Linked DNA regions of Mus musculus: region 1 is linked to region 2. A link is a contact called in public Hi-C data. All regions are on one chromosome and are shown on one strand. Each heading gives the region's core, a stretch centred on a gene start, on an enhancer-like site or on the middle of the called end of the contact. The rest is flanking DNA. Distances are from core to core; before and after follow the strand shown. Region 1 overlaps Lcp1 (lymphocyte cytosolic protein 1). Region 2 overlaps Lrch1 (leucine-rich repeats and calponin homology (CH) domain containing 1).

Evidence for each region. Hi-C and Micro-C count contacts between places; a contact is called where the count stands out from the background.
Region 1: a Hi-C map of CD4 T cells shows a contact between it and region 2, with 2.4 times the contacts expected there. The contact joins two enhancer-like sites. A contact is called at or near these places in 4 of 484 Hi-C or Micro-C datasets (CD4 T cells, LSK cells and effector CD8 T cells) and 3 of 115 datasets of contacts at active chromatin or transcription factors (bone marrow-derived macrophages, effector CD8 T cells and memory CD8 T cells).

Annotation. Positions count from the first base shown.
Region 1 is chr14:75,183,810-75,188,659 of GRCm38.p6, forward strand. The region is part of intron 2 of Lcp1 (lymphocyte cytosolic protein 1); the gene reads left to right. Among named protein-coding and RNA genes, the nearest start is that of Gm15628, 49 kb to the left of the region's middle. Within about 2 kb of position 2,627, at least 80 of the 459 cell types and tissues checked have an H3K27ac peak or open chromatin away from gene starts, as enhancers often do. A contact at or near this core is called in bone marrow-derived macrophages, where this site is marked.
Region 2 is chr14:74,853,356-74,858,482 of GRCm38.p6, forward strand. Lrch1 (leucine-rich repeats and calponin homology (CH) domain containing 1) reads right to left here. Exons shown (of 19, transcript NM_001252132.1): 2 at 4,622-4,766. Among named protein-coding and RNA genes, the nearest start is that of Gm52135, 37 kb to the left of the region's middle. Within about 2 kb of position 2,381, at least 21 of the 459 cell types and tissues checked have an H3K27ac peak or open chromatin away from gene starts, as enhancers often do. A contact at or near this core is called in bone marrow-derived macrophages, where this site is marked.

The DNA of each region.
Region 1 (4,850 bases), core at 1,377-3,876, 330 kb after region 2:
TCGCTGTCCTTGGGGTAATAACTGTACCCCAAAGAAAACACAACATTTAAAAACTAAAACATCCAACAAAACAAAAATAAAAACAAAAACGAGACATCTCACCATGGAAGCTACAGTGTGTGTCCCGGAGTGTCACACAGTGTACCTGTTTGTCCACACAGCTTGACTTGCAGATGTTCATTGCAATGAGTCATTGGTCTGATTTGAGGCCTCTGGCTTCTGCTACACTATCAATACTGGATCCTTACTGGGACTCCTCTCAGATATCTTGTTGTTGCCCTGTGTCATGGAGCTCCTGTGTCTCTGGACCTGCAGGATGGGCCCCTTCACTTGCTCCAGCAGTTCACAGATGGGGTGGATGTTGGGGTGGCCCAACACAAAGCCCTGGATCTGGGCCTGGGTGGCAGCTGAGTTGGTCACATGGCCAGCTCCCCTGCACCAGGGACAGATCTCCAGCACTGCCCAGCTCATCCAAGTGCTGCAGCTGGCAAGGGGCGGAGCCAGCTCTACTGAGTGCCCAAGCCACTGAGGGGCAGCTCTTTGAAGCTACCTTGGACATTAACATGGTCCAATGTGGCAGCCTAGATTAGGGATGCCCTCATGGCCTTTGGTGGTGACACACAGATCCCAGACATGCACAGGCCAGCACTTCACAATGGCCTCAGGTGGCAGCCTAGGCTCTTCACATCAGCCACCCACCCCCACATCTCCAATTCCACTCCACCTCTTTTCATAGTGCTCAAACCACTTTGCTTCACTTTTGCTTCCATCTCTCCACCACATGCTTCCACGTCATAGCAGCATGTGAGCCATGTGGTGCCAGATGAAAACCGATTTCTTTTCTGTAAATGGAAGCAACTGCTGTCTATTTTCTGAGCCGTCCTTGGCTCCATTGTTCTCATGTTGCATCCAGGGGAAAGCCTACTTTCATCACCAGTACATCTGATCAACATCATGTCAAGCATTTGAAATATACTTGCTATATTATTTCCTCATATATCCAGGTATAAAGTTGACATTGTTATCTCTTTATTTCCTAAGGCTTAGGGATGTTTCTTAAGGGATTTATCTACAGGTCATAGCAGTAGCTCATAGAGTCCAGATTCACAGCTGCCTTGTCCATTTTAAGCGCATTTCTTTTCTTTCTTTCTTTCTTCCTTTCTTTCTTTCTTTCTTTCTTTCTTTCTTTCTTTCTTTCTTTCTTTCTTTCAGATTTGTTTATTATATGTAAGTACACTATAGCTGTCTTCAGACATCTCAGAAGAGGGCATCAGATCTCATTACGGATGTTTGTGAGCCATCATGTGGTTGCTGGAATTTGAACTCACGACCTTCGGAAGAGCAGTCAGAACTCTTAACCGCTGAGCCATCTCTCCAGCCCCTTAAGTTCATTTCTTAAGAGTGCAAACTGTGAGCTGGGCGTGGTGGCACATGCCTTTAATCCAGAGGCAGAGGCAGAGGCAGGCAGATTTCTGAGTTCAAGGCCAGCCTGGTCTACAAAGTGAGTTCCAGGACAGCCAGGGCTATACAGAGAAACCCCCATCTCGAAAAAAACAAAAAAACAAACAAAATAGGAGTGCAAACTGTGACTATGTAAACTCCATTGGTGAGAGCTGGAGAGCTTGCTCAGAAGGTAAGAGCACGCGCTGCTCTAGCAAAGGACCTGGATTCAGTTCCCAACATCCACAGGGCAGCTCAGAACCCTTAACTCCAGTTCCAGGAAATCTGATGACCTCTCTGGCCTCCTCAGGTACCAGGCACACACATGATGTGTAAGCATGCATTTAGCCACACATACTCACACATGTTAAATAAAAATAAATAAATCTTACATACATGACATTGTAGTCAGGCATATGTCTATCATCCCAACACTCAGAGCCTGAGGTTGGAGAATCAAGAGTAAGGGTCCATCCTGGTCTACATATTGAAACTCTACAACCTAGGTGTCACCTGATGATGTCTTAAGTGTACTTGTCTGGGATTGAGTATTGAATGGTTATTCCTTGTGACATATTCTCTATCAGTAAGAGATCCCAGCTCTGTGTTGGGTGCATCTACTAGTTTGACAGACACTTGAGAAGCAAGCAAATAAGTGCTTGAGGGTTTGTGACATGCAGTCTAACAGTTATGCAAGTACTAGTTTACATTGTGTAGTCACTGAAATTTCCCTCTTGTGACACTTAGAACTTTGACAAAAGAAACATCTCATCATAAACTGGTATTAGTAAATATTTGCTAACTGCCTGTGACTCGTCCTCCTCCCTGCCCACCCCACCCCCTGCCCCGTGTGTGTGTGTGTGTGTGTGTGTGTGTGTGTGTGTGTATGATTGACCTTGTTATCAGAGATTCTAAAGGAACAACTGGGAGCTTGTGTTGCCATTGCTAATGTACAAATATGGTTACTGGTTTCGACTCAAACTAGAATACAAAAAGTGCCTAGAGATTTAGGGAATGAACAATCAGGGCCAAGTGAAGTGCAGGACAACTGAACTTGTACCCAAGGGTGGGGGAGGAGAGCAACAGGGGCCGTTATCTCAGATGCCCAAAGCTCTCTCACTTCTCAGGGCTCGCTGTGGATGTGGTTGGGCTTTTCTTAACATTACTGTGTATTTTCCAAGTCTGGCCACACTTCCTCAACTGTTAGAAGGTACTTTCCACTGTTAGCACTTCAGGCAAGGCAGAGCTCAGAGACCCTTAAAATGAAAGTTAATATCAATGTTGATGGCTTCTAGTATCACTTGCCAGGTCTGCACCATCTGAGGGGCTCCTAAGACTTCAAGCAGGGAACTGGCACACAGAAGCCAAAACACGGGACGCCAAGGTGTCTTAGAGATAGGCCATGGCGTAAAACCTAGATTGGCACTCACACAACACACAGAGTGTATACACAATCAAGTGTGACTTTGGGGTAGTGACTATAATATTTCTTACCTATAGACTAGAAATTTACTCTGCTCCCTAAGATAAGTTTCTAAAAGTTCTGACCTTTGCATCGTTTTTACTGTCTACCCTTTCCTCTCCCCAATTATCACCCCATTTCCTTTATGTGTATCTCACAATTCAGGGATCTCCCCCACCCCAAAATCTTCAGGTTCTTGAATTTTAATGGATGTGTTACCTGACAACTTGGTCAGACGGAAGTAAGATTCTGGACATTCCACTTCTCTATTGAAGTCTCTGACTCACTTCTCTTCTCTGGGGGGCCCCATTTTCCCAACTCCAGCATCTCTGGTTCCCTCTTGACAAAGCAGAGTTTTGTGAGAGGCAATGCTCTAAGGAGGAGCAAGCAAGTACAAGCCAAGGAAACTGTTTCTAGGTGGAAGCGTTTTGTTTACGTTTTATTACCTGTAGTGTGTGTGTGTGTGTGTGTGTGTGTGTGTGTGTGTGTGTGTGTTTGAGGTATAGCCTGTGTCACTGACATTTCCCTTCTAGAAACAAGAGAATCTCAGTTCCGTGCTTCCCTTCTGTGGGGTTTACCATCCAACATCCCTGACTTCAGCCACACCGAACCAGCATCCGCCATCTCTGTAGGCTTTTGTTTGCCTTTCTTTTTACGAAGCTGTTTCCATCTTGGTTATATAGAAAACTCCATAGCGAGTCCCTAGGACTTAGCTTGATGCTGCCTTCTCTGGAAAGCCTTCCCTTTCATTCTTTACCCCATCTCTCTTCCTCATTCCTGCCCCTCCTGCCTCCTGCCTCTTCCTCGTTCCCATCTCCCCATCCTTTCTCCTCCTAGTCCTTCCTCTGACTTTTCCCCTCTTCCCTGGCATAGTCCAGGGCTCCCTTCTCTGAGCTCACAGCACCATGATAACATTTTAAAAATGACTCAGGGTAGTATAGACTTTCCTTCAGTTGACTCTGTGTCTCTGAAAGCATCTTTGTGTTTTCAGTGTGCAAGATAAGACATCTGCTTCACAAAACAACAGTGGATAACTAAAGTATGCAGGACTCCCGGATACAGGACCTCTTTTCACCATGAGAGCCATGGGGACACAGGCAGGAAAAACCAAACCTGGCCGTGGCCTTGCTTGTCTTAACATTTCCTTTAAAATGCTGAGAAATTGGAGAGAAGACATATCTAGAATTTCCCCAGAGATTGCTAGGCCTGAGTTTGTAGCCCCATCATGACACTCACTCAGGCTTTGGCCTTTTGGAGTTTCCTTTTGGGTCACCCTGATGAAGGGCAGAGAACAGATACAGGAATGTGGTAACCAGGACACTTGGAAAGTGAGGAGCCTGCCCCAGTTCACAGCTACATGACCCTAAGCTAGTCATTTAACCTTGTCCCCTCAGTAATGCTCATGGGACTGTGGTGAGAATGTAGAAAAAGCACTCAGCAGATAGTAACTGCTATTGTTATGACCCAAGGCTTTCCACTGCCTTTTAACTACTCTATTGTCTGACTCTAGATGACTAGGCCTATCTAGAGTCTCTGGGTTAAAGATTCCACATAAAAGAGGGGAAAGGTTGACTGACCTTCGAGAAATCTTCTACTCATCTGTTGATTCTAAGCTTCTTAGTTTATTTAGTGCTGCTGTGACCAAATGCTTGAGGCTGGGTAGTGTATAAGTCAGAGAGATTCACTGTTTCCGTTTCAGAGGCTGGAACATCATCCAAGGGTGAGGGGCTACATCCCGTGGTAGCAGGCAGAAGGCAAAAAGGCACAGGCAAGGAAGGGTGAGAGAGGGTAAGCCCCATCTACCAAAAGGGAATTCCTGCCATATTGACATTAAATGGTTGAGGGGGGCTCTGCATTAAACACCGTCATTGTCATTAGCCCTCCCTCTAACACCACACACCACTACATTCCTGATTTCGTTCCTAACACAACTTTGGAGGATACATTT
Region 2 (5,127 bases), core at 1,131-3,630:
TGCTCTTCTGGGCTGTTTGAGCTTCTTCTGGTACTCTGACACCTTTCCAGCCGTTTAAAATAGATTTTCAGGCTTGCCTGTGTGGTGTCAGCTCTAAGTGCCTGTTGCTATAGAGCAGCAGGCTTGCTGAATCAGTTTTATTGTTCTTGGCCACGTTTCTTGGACAAAGACATTTTCAAACAGGAAGACACAGGGGGCACATACACTAAACTAACATAACCTTTGGTTGTGAACACCAAAAAGCAAAGATGAAAAGCCTCGACGATTCAAACACGGGCTACATAAACAGCAACACATCAATGTTTACCACAAATGTTACATTTCCATCGTGTGAGAAATTCGGGAAACACTTTCATGTTTCTAACTGCAGTTCATGGTAAAGATGTTTTCACGTGTGAATTAGTCCTGCCTCTTGAGAGACGAGAGGGTCTTTGGCACAAAGCAGCTATTTGAAAATTGCAGATTGCACCAAGAGATTCTACCAGCCAAGAACCTGGCTAGGCAGCTGCAACATGTCCCTGCTCCTCCACCAGTACCACCACCACCACCATCATCATCATCACCACCACCACTGTCATGACCATGACTGTTGTCAAATATTTATGGCCGCCTACACGGCCATAATATACAATGTTTCTCAGGGGATGGAACCAACTTTGAACGTTTGCCATAAACTCAAAGTATCTTTATATGGGATCTTTTTCTATTTTAGAATGTACAAAATTAGCAAGTCCTGCTTATAATTTATTAAGAAAAGGAGAAATTTTAAATATAGCAAGAACAGGGCTGTCCCTGAGGCTCTGTGACAGAGCACAAGCGTTCTGAGGACAGTGCTCAGTTTGATCCCCACTGTCACAGAAACAAAAGAAAATGAATGAAACAACACTTAAAACGAAACAGAGGAGTGCTTGATGTTAAGTACAGGAACAAGATCTGGGAAGGCGGTTTATCTGTACCACTTTATCTAAAGAGTCTTCCTAATTAATAGACGATAGGGGGGGGGGTGAGGGAAAAGGAGAGGGAGAGAAGGAGGGGGGAGGGGGGAGGGCGAGGGAGAGAGGGAGGGAGAGAGAGAGAGAGAATATGAATGAATGAGAACCAAGCACCAAGCACCAAGCACCACAGAAAAGAAAATGTTTTAGTTGCTTATAAAAGGAGAGGACTCAGGGCAGCAAATGGCTCTAGGGTTCTGTCCGCCAACCTGGGCTCCTAACTTCAATCCCTAGAACACACGTTGAAAGCAGAAATCAGACTCCCAAGCTGTTCCACACATACAGCCAAAGAATGGATATTTAAATTCAAAGACCCCCGTATTTGTTAAGGTTGTCGCCCAGATATGACCTCCTAAGCCCCTCCGGTTACTAGCTTGCAGCCAGCTGGAGTCAGGGCCAGTCTGAGTCAGGAAGCTGTCTGTCACACAGAAGACTCAAGTGTTGTGATGTAACTCAACAGCATTGTCTAGACAAGGTTATACATATTTGTAAGTAAACAAATTTGCTAGTCACCTACTGTTTCAAAAACAAACAAAAACAAACAAAGAAATCTCAGGCAAGAGCAGTGTGATATTCATCCTACCAAAACCATTCCCAAGCCTAGAAATAACGGAAGCTCAAAGACAGGTAGTACTAGCAAGTACAGCTCCGAAATCGGTTACTCAAGCAGCAATTAAGGACTCTAACTGAATAACAACGTAACACTCAAAACCTCCCTCATCATCATTTCATATTTACATATTCATATACGGGCATCAAAAATGTCACCCTGAAACTGGCCTAATGGGGGAGGGCCCAGCCCACTGTGGGTGGTACTGCCCCTGGGCAGGTGGTCCTGGGTTGTGTAAGAAAGCAGACTGAGCAAGGCAGAGGAAGCAAGCCTGTAAGCAGCACCCTTCCATGGCCTCTGCATCAGCTCTTGCCTAGAGCTACAGACCAGACGCCCCTCCATGATGGACAGTAAGCTAGCTGTAAGCCAAACAAACCCGAGTTACCCTTGGTCAGAATGGTTGATCACAGAAAACCCAGGAAGTTTAGTATGTTGGGTTCTCAAAATGGCTCATGGGCTAAAGGCACTTGCAACTAAGTCTGGGGACCTGAGTTCAATCCCCAGGACCCACAAAGATAAATGAAAGAAGTGACTGCTGTTAAGTTGCCCTCTGACCTGCGCGCACACACACACACACACACACACACACACACACCACAGTGCACAGTACTTGCCGCACACAAAAGAAATTTAAGATATAATGAAATAGAAGAGGAGGGGGAGGAAGAGGAAGTGGAAGAGGAAGAGGAAGCAGCAATAGCAGTAGTAGCAGCAGTGCGTAGCCTTTTAAAAAGCTCAGAGGCTGCCGTATATGTTTGATACTTCCTCACATAAAGCAGTAAGAGACAGGCTCTTTCTTATCTTTCATTCCTTATAGCGTGCTCCTTCAAAGATCACAGGCTCAGTGCAAGAACCTGAACGGTCTCGGCCCTGCTAATATTCACGGTAGGAAATGTAGGAAAGGAAAAACAGACAAAAATTTAAAATTACAAATAAAACTGGGAGATGAGACACCATGGTGAAATTAAGCAAGCCACAAAGTACATTTAGCAGTTTCCCCATCCCTCATGCAGAAATTCACCACAGAACGCCCACTGCATTAGTCTGTGTTCATCGCCAATAGGTTCTTAGTCTCTCTCTCTCTCTTTTTTTAAGTTTTTAACTGTTTTTAGACTATTTTATGTGTATGGGTAATTTGTTTGCATGCATTTCTGTATACTCCTTGCAGTCTTGGTACCAGAAGAGGGCACTGGACTCCGGGAACTGGAGTTACAGACCCTACGTGAGTGACAGGAATTGAACCTTGGTCCTCTGGAAAAGCAGCCAGTGATCCTAACTGCAGAGGCATTTCTCCAGTCCCTTTCCAGTCAAGAATTCCGAGGCCCAGGCTTGATTCTATCCTTTCTACTCATCTGAGGGCAGCAATAATTCACTCTCAAATGAGCGCAACCTAGAACTCCTCAGAACACACTCAACATTAATATTAAAAAAAAAAAAAAACAATTAAGATTAGATCACCAACATTTTTAAGATTTTATAGTCAACTATGCCCCAAAGTTCTGGTGCACATGGACTTAACATGAAGCTATGTTACACTAATTTACTTACTATCGTAAGCTAACTATTAGGATAAAAATGCTATAACAGAACAGAAGTGGGTAAGTAAGCACAAGGGCTGCATTGGCTTTGGCAACAATTGTAGTTCATGAATAAATCTCTTGAGAAGTCAGGGAACCAGAAACTACAGACACTGCTGTGTCGGCTCCCAGACAAGTCCTGGGGAGCAGGCTTCTGCTGTAGGTGAAGCTAGACAGACTAACCAGAAACCTGTGGAACTGAAAATTAGCTAGGTGAACCTGCAGACTACCCTAACAGTACCTTACATTTTATTTTTTTTAAATAATAATAATAATAATAATAAATTAAAGCTAATGACAACTGCACCTCGGAATGTTTTTAACCTTGAGGGGAAAATGTACATTCCTAGACTCATGATGGCAGCCCTCTTTGCTGTTTCGGCTACAAACAAAGCAGAAGGCCTCTAATTTTTCAGGAGCCAACTAAAACAAAATGGAAACCAGAAGAACAAGAAGCCCGCTGGTGTCATTATCTGTTATAAAGAGCCACTGTGTCTGGCTTGCTGGGAATTTTGAGCTTTAAAATTGAGTGTGTTTGTTATGCGGCACAAGCCTCTTCTCTGACTAGGCTCTACCCCTTACACACCAAAATGCTGGCAGCTCGAGGAAGGACTTGGGCTGGAACCTGGGAAGTTGTTTCCATTCAGGTACAGGGAGCAGAACAACTGTATCCCCTCTCCTGAAAGAGGCAGGGCCTGACCAGAGCAGCCAGCTAGCTGCAAAGTCTAAACCCAAGGTTTAAAACAATTAGTGTCCTTGAAACCCTAGAGCTAGTCTGCAGCATTAAAGTGTTACACGATGCTATACAATGTAGACTGAGGGAAGCCAATGTAGACTGAGGGAGGCATGCTCAGCAAACCCTGGCTTAATTCAATTGAATTAAAATTACCTAGGGCACTCAATCCCTGACCCCCTACCCCCAACTCTCACCCTGGCTGTCCTGAACTCACTCTGTAGACCAGGCTGGTCTCAACCTCAGAGATCCACCTGCCTCTGCCTCCCAAGTGCTGGGATCAAAGGATTGTGTCACTTTTTTAAAGAGACTGAACTTACAAAGAATGGGTTTTCCCCCTTCCTCTTGAAACACCTTAACTATCATTCTTTTTCAGTTTCACCTCCCCTCTTCCTTCAAAAGCTGCATGAATTCTTGAAGATAGCACACTAGCATCCTTACACACGCCATCAAACAGGGCACAGTGATGCTACATAAGTCGTTCCCTTTCAGGACCCTGCCCTGCTGACATCCGGGGAAGCCCAGCACCTGAGCAACAAAGAGTAACACTAAAGACCCTGTAAATCTAGGACAAAGGTCATTCTTAATGAGCTCTATGGTTTACTTGCCAGTGTGATCAAGAATCGAAAGGAAGGTAGACAGGAACGCAGGATGGTTCTGTGTTGGTCACTGAATGAAGGCGATCGCAAAGTTTCCACGTGAAACCTACCTCAAGTTTAGGTGGGTCAACATCTGCAAATTAACAATGGCCTCAGGAATGACTCTGATACAGTTGTGATACAGGTTAAGAATTTCCAGTGATACAAATTGGCACAGCTCCATTGGCACTTCCACCAGTCTGTTTTTAGATAGATCTATGGGAAAAAAAGGAAAGAACACTCTGTCAGTACATCACCAGGATCCTCCATGCTGTCTGCACATCACCAGCATCCCTGATGCTGTGGGCACATCACCAGCATCCTTGATGCTGTCTGCATATCACCAGCATCCCTGATGCTGTGGGCACATCACCAGTATCCCTGATGCTGTGGGCACATCACCAGCATCCTTGATGCTGTCTGCATATCACCAGCATCCCTGATGCTGTGGGCACATCACCAGCATCCCTGATGCTGTGGGCACATCACCAGCATCCTTGATGCTATCTGCACATCACCAGTATCCCTGATGCTGTGGGCACATCACCAGTATCCCTGATGCTGTGGGCACATCACC